Linked DNA regions of Rattus norvegicus: region 2 is linked to region 1. The links are chromatin contacts, called in public Hi-C maps. All regions are on one chromosome and are shown on one strand. The core of a region is the stretch at or near the end of the contact, and the rest is flanking DNA. Distances in the headings are between cores, read along the strand shown.

What was found. Hi-C and Micro-C count contacts between places; a contact is called where the count stands out from the background.
Region 2: a contact with region 1 is called in a Hi-C map of Schwann cells, with 3 times the contacts expected there. The contact joins two enhancer-like sites.

Annotation. Positions count from the first base shown.
Region 1 is chr14:27,261,006-27,268,127 of GRCr8, reverse strand. All of the region lies in intron 3 of Adgrl3 (adhesion G protein-coupled receptor L3), which reads left to right. Among named protein-coding and RNA genes, the nearest start is that of Adgrl3, 190 kb to the left of the region's middle. Within about 2 kb of position 1,492, at least 5 of the 93 cell types and tissues checked have an H3K27ac peak or open chromatin away from gene starts, as enhancers often do. A contact at or near this core is called in Schwann cells, where this site is marked.
Region 2 is chr14:27,893,781-27,900,432 of GRCr8, reverse strand. No RefSeq gene overlaps it. Among named protein-coding and RNA genes, the nearest start is that of Adgrl3, 440 kb to the right of the region's middle. Within about 2 kb of position 3,027, at least 4 of the 93 cell types and tissues checked have an H3K27ac peak or open chromatin away from gene starts, as enhancers often do. A contact at or near this core is called in Schwann cells, where this site is marked.

The DNA of each region.
Region 1 (7,122 bases), core at 243-2,742:
ATTTACATTCCCAAGTGTCTTGTCCTTCTTCCTCTCATCCTGCTGACTGCAAACTAACAATAACTTTCTCTGGGGTCACTTGAATGTATTCACATATTCTAATTAGAAATAAAAGTCTTGTATGGAGCATTGGTAGCACAGCACAATCCTGTGCTCGTACATAGAGAGTGCTAGGAAGTAGGCATTGTCTGTGGGTCCATTAGAATTGTTATGCATCTAAACAAAAAAAATTGTACGTAGAGTAAAAAATATTAACAAGATAATATTCATATCTTTTCTGAAATATCTGTGACATTTAAATGAACTTGTGTAACTTTCAGAGTTAGACAGGGTTTTAACAATTTTTCACATAAGAAATTAACAGTTTATCAATAAATGTCATTGTTGATGGGCTTAACCTGACCATGAAATTCTATATTATTGCTAATACAGAGTACTTGGGCAAAAATTAAAAAAAAAAACGATTTCTAACATGTAGAAATATTTTGTAATGTAATTATTTTTTGGGTGAATTTCCTTAATTTTGTTATCTAGCTCACAGAGGCTATATATCTGGTACATATGTATGTTTATTTAGGTTTGTAGATGAAGTGGGAAAGGTTTTGACGAATAGTGAACATAACATCAACCATCAATACTAAATTATTCAAAATGATAAACAAACATGAAAATGGATATGAAATAAATTTTATCGTGATGTCTTTTAAAATTAGGCTACAATTACCTTAAAAGTTGATTGGTGGAGTTATTGCCTCCCTTCTCACTGTAAATGTTAAATGTTTAAGACTCTTGTTCTAGGAAGTGAAACTTTCTTCTGGATTTCAGAAAAGAGAAACAAAGCCATTCACATGGTCTCATGATAAACCAAATGAATGGTAATGGATTGCCAAGGTACAATTGCCTAATGTAATGGTTTGCATTGGTCAATGCATTTGTCCTTAGTAATGGATGAAGGTAATAAGTACCAAAGCACACGATCGTGCCGATGTTCTTGAGATAATATAATTGTTGGGAAATTAAAGCGACCACTTAGAGAGAATGTTTCCTGAAGGGAGTGTCAAGAGTTATTCAACTCCTCCATGAGAACTTGTAAAGGAAGGAAGGAAGGAAGGAAGGAAGGAAGGAAGGAAGGAAGGAAGGAAGGGAGGGAAGGAGGAAGAGAGGGAGGGAGGGAGGGAGGGAGGGAGGGAGGGAGGGAGGGAGGGAGGGGAAGACACTGGTAAATTCACAAACTTCGGATGAACATGTCGAACATAGTCATAACTTATTAGTGAAAACGTAAAGGGCTAATTCAGTGTGAAAAGGAAACTGTAGTAATTATAAAGATGAATATAATCATTGTAATATTTGAGGAAATAAAACACACATGCTCGTTTATCACATGAGCATGTCCGACCATTGCAGAATTTCGCCATCAGTGAACAGGGGTGCGGAATGGACACCAAATTAAAAAGAAAATTAGCAACTGCTATGGTATATACAAAGAAGACAGCTTATGTGCTTTATTTTCTCCAGGGGATATGAAAGTCATCTAGAAGTAACTCCTCTGTTTGAACCAGGCCTTTGTAAGAGGCTCGGCACTATATATTGTCCTTGTGCTCCCTGGGAGGGGTGCGATGTGAGGGCTGGGGTAGCCACGGCTCTTTATTCCTTCCAAACCAGCTACTGTGCTACTAATTAGAATTGGATATTGGTGGTCCTGGAAATGTGGGAGACCATCAATGTTACTTTGTGTTAAATTTTAATCACACAAGTTAGGACATTCAGAATTATGGTTTCCATGGCAACCACAACACTGAGCCCTGTGTGAAGGCATTACAGTGAGGGTCTTTGATTAAGAGAAAGTAAACCAGAAGTGAAACCAAACGCTCCATATGTGGAGCTAAAGTTACCAAAGGGGGCAGGAGAGGGAGGAAAGCAAAAGAAAAAGTACAGTTCCCTTTCCCTTAATTATATTTGCTTAATGGCAGGTCACGTGTTCGTGCCACACACTGAACAGTCTGTTAGAATTCTCATGGGCATGCTCTGTTTTCATTGGATTTTAATGATTATTTTTCCAGCCTCTTCTGATTTCTTAACATTTATCCTATTTATATACTCATTCTTGCTCTAAAGTAACCAATGATGCTGATGTTTGGGACCTTCTGACTGGTCCAGTGGAAGGAGGAAAGGTTTTTGTTTTACCTACAGAGAAGTTTTCCTTTGAAATGTGGTGGAGAATTATTACAATACGGGGTACTTCGCCTGTGATCGTTCAATGGAATCGTGGTGTTCTGATAGCTCTTTGTAGTTCTATTTCATTAAATGTCTGTAGTCCTCAACATGAAAAAAAAAGTTCTGATTCAAAACAGAAAGTAAGTCATTCAAAACATATTAAGTGTTAAACGTTGGACAACATGTTAAATTAGATCAATGGAGTCACTAGTCACAGATCACCAAATATGTTTGCAGAATGAAATCATTTTTGAAGCCTACGTTTTGTCAAGAATGGAGACCGTCACTACAGTATTGTGTTCTATCTTGTCTGACTTAAGCTACAAATGAAAATAATGGTGCACTAGCGATGTTAGAGCAAGGTCTGTATTCTGGAAAATAGTCTCCCTAAGTGGACGTTTCCATGCACTGGAGGAACACTTTATTAAGCCACTATTGTGGTTTAATTCTTCCTGAGATTGCCGTCATCTCAGTTTATCTTTCAGGGAACATATGGTCTAGTGACATTTTGCTGAAGATAAGGAAAAGGACAGGCTTCTCTCCACTTTAGTCATGAAATTCTTGCAAATGCTAACCAGTCTAATAATTCTTATGCTAAACTCCAACATTACATGAAATATGTTCATATTAGGCAATGCAAATTCAGTATTCTTCTATGAATATTTAGGCGTGGATGAGTGCTTTTGTCTTATACTTTAAAGGTGCTTTACAGACCATTAATCTGTTGAAAGGGTCAGAAAGCTGTTTATTAAGGAGCCTGATAGGAGCCCCTTTCTGCTTTGCAGGAAGCAAGGACTCCCCTAACTGTTTCACTTCCACAGCACAAGCTCAGCCCCACAGTCAGGGAGAATAAGGAGGGCATAGGCCTGCTCCAATGAAAGCTCAATTTTGAGGGCATATAATCTTTACACAACAACATATATATATATGTATATATATATATATGTATATATATACATACATACATACACACACATACATACAAACACACACACACACATACATGTGTGTAGGCAAATTCTCTGACTCATTCTGATATTCACCAAATGTGCAAGCACATCCTTACATCACAAGATCCAGGAAGAATCATAATTTAATTTTGGTTATACTGATTTTCTTTTTTGGTTACTGTTTACATTTTTGGAGGCTTTGGTTTTGTTTTACACATAACTTTTAAAATTACTTGCCTGTCAAGATTTGTTCTGTATATATTTTGCTTTTCTTCCAAAATTATCCCACATGCCTTCCATGAGTATATCCTCCTTTTGTGATCCATTCTCTTTAAAAGCAACTGGGATGCCTCTACATGGACTCAATACTCACTACCCTCCCCCCCCCACAGTTGACTTCAAATCAAGACAATAGATAAACAAGGAAGTATTTGTGCTCTGTGGTTTACTCAGATAGATACAATGGACTTCTTTACTCAGACTTTAAGTTTCTGACATGAACAACTGAGAGGAAGGAAACCATTCATGGCTTCTGCTCACATTCATTGGTTCTGTTTGCTGAGGCAGAACTCGATGCTGCCCCTGTGTGTGGCGAAGGCTACTTGTCTCATTAGACACAGGAAGAAAAGTAACAGAAAGGAATCCAGGTTCAGGTATAGCCTTCTATTCAGGCCCCTGGCAAGCTACTTCCTCCACATAGGCCCATCCAAAAATTTGTAATGCTATCTCTCTCCAGCTCCTTCTTCAGTCTTAAGAGTTCAGTCATGTCCCATTCAGGACGTAAGCAGTTCCAACCAGTCCAGGATAGTGACATCTCTAGGTATCTCAAGGTAGCATGATTCTACTGTGAAAATATGGGAAAATACACTGAGTTCATGTACTAGTCTGTGCAGGGATCGAGTGACAAGATAAGAGAAAATGCCTGAGCTGCTTCTGACATTGTCTTTCCTTAAACCCATTAGTTAAAGACATCGCCTCTCTTCACTGAAGCAGAATGAATAAAGGTTGGCAAGATACTTATCCCAATTCTTCTTTTATTCAAACATGAACTCAGAGGGGAGGGATCCCTGTCTAACATTTTCTTTTCGTTTATTCCTTCAACCACTTCTTAGAAGACTTAGTCATCTATCATGCTACACTACTTTGGCCATACCAAAATACCATCTTGGTGGCTAAGTAATCTAAAATTGTTTTCTGCTTGGATGGTAGGCATCCCAACGTACAGCTGACTTAATTCTTGGTGAGAAACTTGATGTGAATGCAGCTGCCGCCTCCGTCCTCATATGGCCTTTATTCCTTTAGTGTGCGGACATTTTTAGAAAGCCGCTTTGTCCTTTTCATATAGAAACGCCCATCCTATGCAGCTCCGTCCTTTGTCAAGATATACAGTATACGTTTATTCTCCCCCAATTTTCCAACATGAGTTTTCAAAATGCTAGTGATCTTTAAGTGAAAGTGTGCAGTTTACCTTTGGTTGTGTGCCTCAAAGACCTGAGGATGACTTCGGGCTTCTGGAAACACTCAGTGTAGGCTCTGGCTGCCAGGACAACCAAATGTGTGACTGAGAGGTGCTTGGTCTGACTTCTCAGTCTCCAAAGATGGAGATTTGGAAATTGACTTGATCACCAATTCCCAGTTACTTAATCAACGATTTCAGTACAGTAAAGTTTCCATTAAAATCCAAAGGACAGAGTGCAAAGGACTTCTCATTTGGTTAACATAGGCTGACGCTGAGAGAGTGGCCACGGCAGATAACATTTGGTGTTTCTGTCATTTTTGCTTCATAGATCTGTATGCGTTCGTGCCCAAGGGCCTACATTCAGAAATGTGCATATTTATGCGAGTGTGTGTGTGTGTGCGCGCGTGCGTGCGTGTGTGTGTGTGTGTGTGTGTGTATTTGATTTGTATGCCTTTATCATTCAACTCAACTAACTAATGGGTGCTGTAGTAAATGTTTTTATGAGATTTGTTCAAGCTCATTAACCTAAGGAGAGTGATAAAGGAAACTTCTGACATATATGTGTTCTATCAGAAGCATAAATGACATCTCAGACCTCTGCTTGGTATCTGTAGTTTGCTTGGGGGAGGGGTGATCCTGCATGATAGGCTCCTTAACCTGAGAAATGTGTTCTAAGGTTAGAAACTGGGTCATATTTTCACTCAATGGTAGCATGGCCAATTGTTATCTGGGAAATTTGTAGAATTGACTGAGTTAGTGTAAACCTTCTTCTGGTGATTAGACATATCCAAAGTGAATATGGAGAGAAGAATTTTGTTTATAAGAACAGTAGCATCATTGAACTTTAACCTTTCCCCCAGATACTCTGCCTATACATTCAGGCCCAGTGGGGATTGGAATTTCAACACAGAAATTTTTAGGGTATTCAATTTACTCCACAAAAGCTTCTCTGTGCAAACTTTACTCTTTATCTGGACGTATAATAGTTAACGGTTCCTGGTGTTAGGATATTTACAATCCATTCATGCTATAGACATGACTCAATTTACAGCACTAATTAATGTGTAATTGTAAGCCCAAATAATGTTTCCAAGGAAAGAAACACTCCTTCTGAGACCACTATTATATTAAGAAGTATATATTTGTGTGCCATAAAATAAGAAAAGCCTAACTCTTCTATACAGGCTGAGAGTCCTACTTGGACACTCATAAGGTTTGTTCTAGAAAATGTAAAAAGCTTGTGGGATAAAAAAGAACATTTCCCTTTAGAAAGCATCCGGGAAAGGGAATAACACTCGAAATGTATATAAGAAATACTCAAGTTAATAAAAAAAAAAAAAAGAAAAAAAAAAAAAAAAAAGAAAGCATTTTTCTGTAATTCCTCAGTGCTAATTACTTGAGGAAGAGCAGCTTGCTTTTTTCCCTCAGTGTAACTTAAATTGGGTCTGCAGAAATCTAGAGTAAGTCCATGGTCCCTAAACCTTACTCTGTTAATAGTAAAGTAATTTACTGAGGAAAAGTATAGAGTCACATCAGTTTACATTTTGTCATATTTTAATGTTCACTGTTGCAGAAGATGCCCCTCTTAAGTACTGCTGCTGAGAAGTGGGGAGTCTTTAACATGTGAATGGTTTATCAGCGCTCTGTTAAAGCCAGAGCCTCTATCCTATGGTAATTGAGTATAATCGATACCGTGTCACTTTTTGTCCTTTTCAAAACGTGCCTCATAGTATCACTTAAAAGGGAGAAAAATCCATTAATGACTTCAAAAATCCACAGCAAACTATTAGAATAATAATTAAATTATGATTTTAATTATGAAACAAAACTGTTTTCTTTGGGTTTTCTGATAGGATAAAAGTGTGCCATACTTGGAATGTAATCAGTATACATGTAAGACTACTAGAGAAAATGATAAGGAGAAGTGGGGTCAACTGGGTATAAATAAAATTGGGATGTGGACTTTTTTTTATTGGGTATGCTTTACCAGAAACTTGTTGCTAAACCCTTTCCAAGATATTGAAAGTATTTATAGTACCTTCTTACGTCCATAAAAATACAGGGAAAATTAATATTTGAAAAAGATGTTATATTTTAGGGATTTGACACAACGTATTTTATCATGTTCACTGTTTCCCCTACTCCAGCTCTGTCTCGTTCACACAACCCATCCCCTTTCGGGAATCCTCACAGTCAGATGTTTCAGACCTGTGCTCCTTGCTCCACCTGCAGAATTAAAAACAAAATTTTAATTGAAAGGGGTCATTATTTTTTATACTGGTTAAACGTTTCTGGCAAGTCAGGAGCTATGAAGCTTTCTAACTTTTCATTATATCTTTTCAATGTCTCTCATGTGTCAAGACTCAATTAGTAATAGTGTAATTAGTATTGAGGAAATTCTGTGTCTTTCTTTTTAATATCTGTGATAAACATGATTTTAATAAAGGTATTTGTAAACCCTAAATGCTGTGAACCATGCCATAGAAACTTAGATAACCC
Region 2 (6,652 bases), core at 1,778-4,277, 630 kb before region 1:
TTGATGAAGCCCTTGTATGCACATTGTAGGTACATGGCATAAAGGAGGAGAACATAGTATTAGTCATAGCATATCAGTATAAAGAAAGAATGTTCAGAATACACATTTTCAAGTCATATTTCTCTGTCCTCAATGTTTTATTTATTCACAATCAAACCTTTTTTGAAAAACAGTCTCTTCTCACTCCTCGTTGGCATCACCCCTTTCCCACTTAGAGCCTTCTCGCCCTTTCTCACATTTTTTTTCCTGCTCTGTCCCTTCTTTGTATCTTTCCATTATCGGTGAGCATCATCGTGTTAACACAGTCATTGAAAGATCGTACTCCCTTACTCTGTCTTCTCCCATGGTTTTCAGTACGCTGAAATAAATGTGTTCTATGATCACAGGACTCTTCTGAGTCCTCACCAGAACTAACGCACTAATTCTGTAAGCATTAGTTAAGGCTTTAAAACATGAGCAAAGTTTAAAGAGAACAGTAAAAAAAGAAAGTTCCAAACTATCCAGTAGGTGGCAGTCAACTGTGGAGTCTATCTGCTTCCACACTATTCAATCCCTGAGGGACAAATATGTGCTCCTCTAAGAACCATTTTCTTCTGCCTATTTACTATTAGACTCATATCCTTAGTTTGAAACATGGATGCTCAGGCACTGTGGGACTGACGATAGCTATGTACCTAATTTGTAGACAACATATGTAAATAATGGCGCTTGGGGGAATGAAGGAGAAATTCTTTACCAGATTCAGAGACATTTCTCCTGATTCTCCTTTTTTCACCACACTCTCCTTCCCACTTGAAAAGACGCAAGAACAAAAGCAGATGTTTGCCAGGCTTCTCAAATGTGTGTGTGATGGGGGCACAGATGTTGGTGGGAATGTATGCCTTAAGGAGAACATTAACAGAGGCTTGATCCTCCTCACTAACATTGGATATCCTACCTCTAGACTAGTCTTGGTTAAGGAATAGTTGCTGCTGCTGCTGTTGTTATTCCTATCACTTTGAGGAGGTGATTACCAATGGCCAAACTAATGCTAATTGCAAAATGTTTCAGTAGACATGTTGTGTTTTTTTTTAAGTTAAATGTAATACTTAAGAATTAATTCTATTCATTTCTACATGTGAGTTAAATAAAGAAATAGAAAACAGAAATGTCACTTTTCTGATACATTTCAGAGGCCTGGAATGGATAAATAAAGATGCAAATGTTTTGACATTCCACGTCTTAGGTAAACTATGCCATAAATTCATGGGTGCGTAAGATATAAGGAAAAGAAAATGAATGCATCATGTTCCCAGGACCTGTGATGAATATAAAGGTAATTACTACAAAATACATGTAAAGGGCATAGCATGTATTGAGTGCTGTCAAACATCACTGAAAAACTGATTGATTTGGCAATATTAGCTCCATCATAAAAATGTAGTAATTTTACTTCTGTTGGATAGTTAGGAAATGGAAGCTCAGAGAGATAAAAAAATCAAAGTAGAATCAAAACAATGTGAGCCTTGGAAACAAGTCTCATTCTCCATGAGTTAACCTGAAGACTCATCGTGATATTTTTGGACATAGTACCCATAGGTCTGTTTGATTAGTATTGGTTTTGCATTAATTTTTTATATTCTTTACGGCAGAAGACTAATCGGGTGCCCCTATAACTCTATGGACATCCCTCAAATTTAGTAGCCTCTGGGTGAATTATTGCTTGAACTATATCCCAATTTGTATCTTTAATTAGGATATAGCCTCTTTACATTCAACACTCTTAAGTCTTTCATTTCCAACATTAAAAGTTAAAGTAAATCTGTTCCTTGTAACAAGAAACTTACATAAGTACCCTGTCACTATTGTATGTATGTGTGTGTATGTATGATGTATATGTATATGATGTATATTTGTATGTTTATGTGTATATGTATTCAATTAAAACAGGCAACTTGGTTGCAAAAATGTAATGGAAATGTTTCCTTGTGATAACATTGTCATGTTTCTCTGATATGTGCTGCTTTGTGAAATATTATAGCAGTGTGGTAGAATCTGCATTGAGTTATTTTGGTTTGTAAAATTATGTGGCTCTGGATTCATTTCTCTCCTGAATCCATTTTTGTTCTGCTTCATAGAGAGTCCCCTTCATGTAATCCAGCCAATGCCTCGAGGTTTGTAGATTTTTTTTTGCCCAGTGTTGCTCATTTCCTCAGCTTTCTAACTACTTCCGTGCATGCAAACATAGAGGCACACAGTTAGAGTTTTGGAGATGCCAGTAAATGACACAGTCCCTTTCTGGTAAATAAGAAGCCGCATACCACTCATACTACCCTCACTGCTTTTGTCCATACAGTTTTCTATGTGGAAGCAGAGACAAGCAGTCTTTGTCAAAAAGTCAATTGCTTTCCAGCAGTTGTCTTGGCTCCATGCCTGCCTTTCAGCAGATGTATGAACATTTTCCCAAACCTAAATTCAAATCAGAATCTGTAACCTGGCAAAAAGAACCAACAAATCCCAGACCCAAATTCCTGAAATTGAAGAAGGAAAGACTCATTCAGTTGAATTCTATCAAGGTATGATTCCTTGTGAAAAGATCTAGCCCTTCCCAAGGTTCACCTGATCCAAACCAGGTACCAACGTCACTAACAAGTGTCAGAAGCTGAATAAAACACCCGCAGACATAAAATGGGAAGGCCTCTCACAACATGCACAGAAACCTCTAACAAACTCCTCATGGCTTCCATTTGTCATAACATGAGCATGATGAATGAATGTGAGGTGTTTTCTTCTGCTAGACTAAAATAAACCCCAAATATGAACATTAAAGACAATAGAAGCAGTGTCCACATGGCAAGAATTCTATGTACTTGGTTGTTTAAAAGTTGGGATTCTCCTTAGATTCAAAGAGGAAAGGATGTTTTGTCTCATTTAGTGTTGCCTGTTTTCAATTTGAACTAGGAAAATACATTGGCAAGCCAAGAGTTGAACATCACATACACCCAATGAGATGCCTTTTGAAAGTTTTACTAGACAGAGCAACACTTGTTCTGTAACAGCAGCATGGCTCTTAACAGGAGCTCTTTCCTGCTTCCATTATTCAGACGCATTACTCACCACAGTTGTGCGTTTCTTGCCAACATCAGAAAGATCAAAGCCTTGAAGTACAGATGAAGTGATTCTAAGCCACTGCAAGTGATTGCAGGTAACCTCTTCCAAAATCAAGAACAAAGGAGAGAACTCCTTACTAAGCATTTATAACACAGAAATCCATTTCTCTCTCTCTCTCTCTCTCTCTCTCTCTCTCTCTCTCTCTCTCTCTCTCTCTCTCTCAACATGCACAGAAACCTCTAACAAACTCCTCTCTCTGTCTGTCTCCCCTCTCCCCTACCTCTCCCCTTCCCCTCTCCCCCCTTTCTTCTCTTCCCCCTCTCTCTTCCCCTCCCCCTTTCTCTCTCCCTGCCCCTCTCTCTCTGTGTACTGTAGTACTTATTATGTAAAGTGCATGTAGTAGTTAGAGGTCAACCGAACTGTCTCTCTTAATTTTTCAGTGAAAGCCCCTCATTGGCTTGTTATCCGGTGAGTAGGCTAGACTTGTTGGCCAGCAAGTTTCAAAGATCACCCTGTCTTCCTATCTCTACCACTACAATACTGAAGTTAAAAGTACATGCCATAGCACCTCACATTTTTAAGGTGGGTCCTGGAGATTCTACTCATGTCTTCATATTTAAGTGTTATCGACTGTAACTACTCAGTTATTCCCCCAGTACATGTCAGCTTATTTCTAAACTATTTATATGCGTAAGTATTTTGCCTAAGTTTTAGTGTTATACATATAGTCTTCTTGTGCCACTGTTTTATTTGTATGTATAGGCATTTTGTTTGAATATATAACAGTGCACCACATGCATTTCTCATTCCCACAGAAACTTAATGAAGGTATAAAATCGCCTCAGACTGGAATTGGAGATGGTATGATTTAGCAAGTGGAGACTAGAAATTGAACTCTTAGTGCTCCTCAAGAACAACAAAACACCTTCTCATGAAGCATTGTTTTGAAAATATCCAGATACAGAGAAATACAGTTCTCTAAAACATAGATAACTTATTGAGTTCACATAAGCATTGAACTGTGCTAGGTTTCACATCCAGACAGTCCTCCTCTCTCAACACAGTCCCTTTGCTGCTACACTCTGATGCTTTCAATAGAATGGTAAGAAACAATATTAAAACATGTTTGAGACGTTTCCTTGGTGCTTTGGAGAAGCATATTCCTTAAAAGCAAATCATTCCAAGGTGTTCCTAAAACTACAGTAGAATCTGAGCTTCCTGGGTACTGTGAACCATATAATATGTGACCAATAAGACCAGCCCAAATACATATAAGCAGTATGATTTAATTTATATGAAATTGTGGGTGAGCAATGGTTCAAACAAGATGGAAAAAATTGAAAGTTGCTCTACAAGGTGAAATTAGAGAAAATTTTGAGCAACAGACACTGTTGGTTGCTTCATTCTTTGTTCTCCATAGAATCCACCTGATTGATTTTTCAGTCTTCTCCACCATGCACAGTACCAGAAGAAGATGTTGACCTTGCACTATGATAGGCCCAAATAAACCCAGAGGGAAAAATCATAACCCATGTTTTCACTTTTACTGTTTCACTGGACATGAAATATTTAGCATAGATATTTCTCGCAGCCACTTAAACCATGCAGCAGAAAGCAGCTGTAAAACCTGATCCATATTAGCACAAAAAGCAGAATTAGAAATTAGTGTACAGCTCTTTCTTCTTAACCTCAGGTTCGCTCTAGAAATTCCTCCTCTTTGAACTTATTAGAGCTAATACTGCATCATAAGTTGCAGCCCCGAGAATAAGAATCCTGCTGCCGGCTGCCAATGCTGTGCTCAGTTCTCTGTTTGAGATTCTTTTTCTGATTTCTCACAAAAATATTTTAACCACGTTGTTTTGAAGTTTCATACAGCCCTTCACAGGATTTCCGTGAGTTCAAGGGCTTCTTCATACCCCAAGGCTTTAGAGTATGGCCTTTCTCAACCATGTCTAGACAGGAGTGGCAGGAAGTTAATGTCCTAAGATCAAATCCAGCATCTCCTGTACATTTTCCTGTCCATGTAGACTGCATCTCCGTATTTCCAGGTGTGCTGGCCAAAATCTGTAGAATCAACTTTTGATTCTTTTTTATGAGTATTTACAAACTTCAGTCAGGAAATCCTGTCAGTTCTGACATCAAAATATTTCCACGATTATATTTACATAGAGTATTTTTTCATATCATTGAGAACTGAATTATGAATCATGGGAGGATAGCAAGTTATAATATTGTTTTTGCAAACTACTTGTGAATGAGTTGAGGAAAATGTTAACTGTGTGCTTACATTTATATCCATACTCAGAGAGATATTTATGTACATAGTCAAACAGTAATTGTTGTTGAATCAAAGTAAAGGGTATGAATATGGTTAGTTGTTTTCTGCTATTCTGATATTCAATACCTTTAAAATATCAGGAGTTCGGGAAGATACCAATTCTAACACATGTACTTTATTTTTCAGAATACAGCCACTCCTTAAGATGGCTGAATTAAGGCACACAGACCTACCTGCTTTGAATAGTGCTTCGTAGTTACTAACTTCTGTGGCCTGAGTGCTCATGAAGGCCTCAGAACTTTGCTCCGAATTCTGATTCTGCTTGTGTACTTCTATAATCAACCCTTGGTAGCATGGCAGTACTCTTCAAAACTCCATCTCTCTGTATCCACACTTCAAAGCTTTCCTTTGACTTCTGGATTCACTTAGACAGAAAGCCAAAATTCTTAGCATTGTTAATTGTGTCTTAGGATCAATCCAGGTCACCTCTGATGTACTTGTCTGTAGGTTCCTCATTTTCTGTTATTTTTTTTGGACAATGCTTTTTCATAGCCAGGAAAAAAAACTTCTCTCTCAAGAGAACTGTCATTGTATCTCCCGAAGATTTCCTAACTGAATGTTTGATAATAGGAAGTGTCTGATACATATGTTGTAAGTATTACATGATGTTGATTCTTTCACTGGGTAGTGAATTCCTATAAAAGCAGGTTCAAAAGGATTATGAGCATACTTTGAGATGGACATTAAAAGGTCTATGATAGATACATGAGTTCTATTATAACTGAGAGAAGGATGTGATATGGCACTGGCTAAACAATTAAGTTCTCAGTTCTACAAAAAGCTCTGATGAATAGGCATTAAGAGCTTAAAAGGATATGATGGAGAAGCCATGAATTCTTTCTAGTGATTCACAAGATGCTTCATTCATTTGATCATTTAATGACATTTTACTATTCAATCATTCTTTCCGCAAATGATGACTGAAATATCATTCTACCTAATGGAATTACAGAAGTCAGCCAAAATATTGAAAGACTTGGGAATATTCTAGTGGAATAGATAAAAATTTTAAATGAATATCACGTAGTAATTCTTAAGTAGCTTCTAGGTAAGATTTAGTTCCTACCACACTACCTAAATTTACACTATGAAGCCTCTTCAACCAATAACTCCCCTTTCCATAGTTTAGTGGTAAATTCTTACTGCCCACCACATCCTCACTTTGACACAATGTATTACTTTGTTCCTTCTGTCATCCCTTTAAATGAAAACTGTCTTCTATAG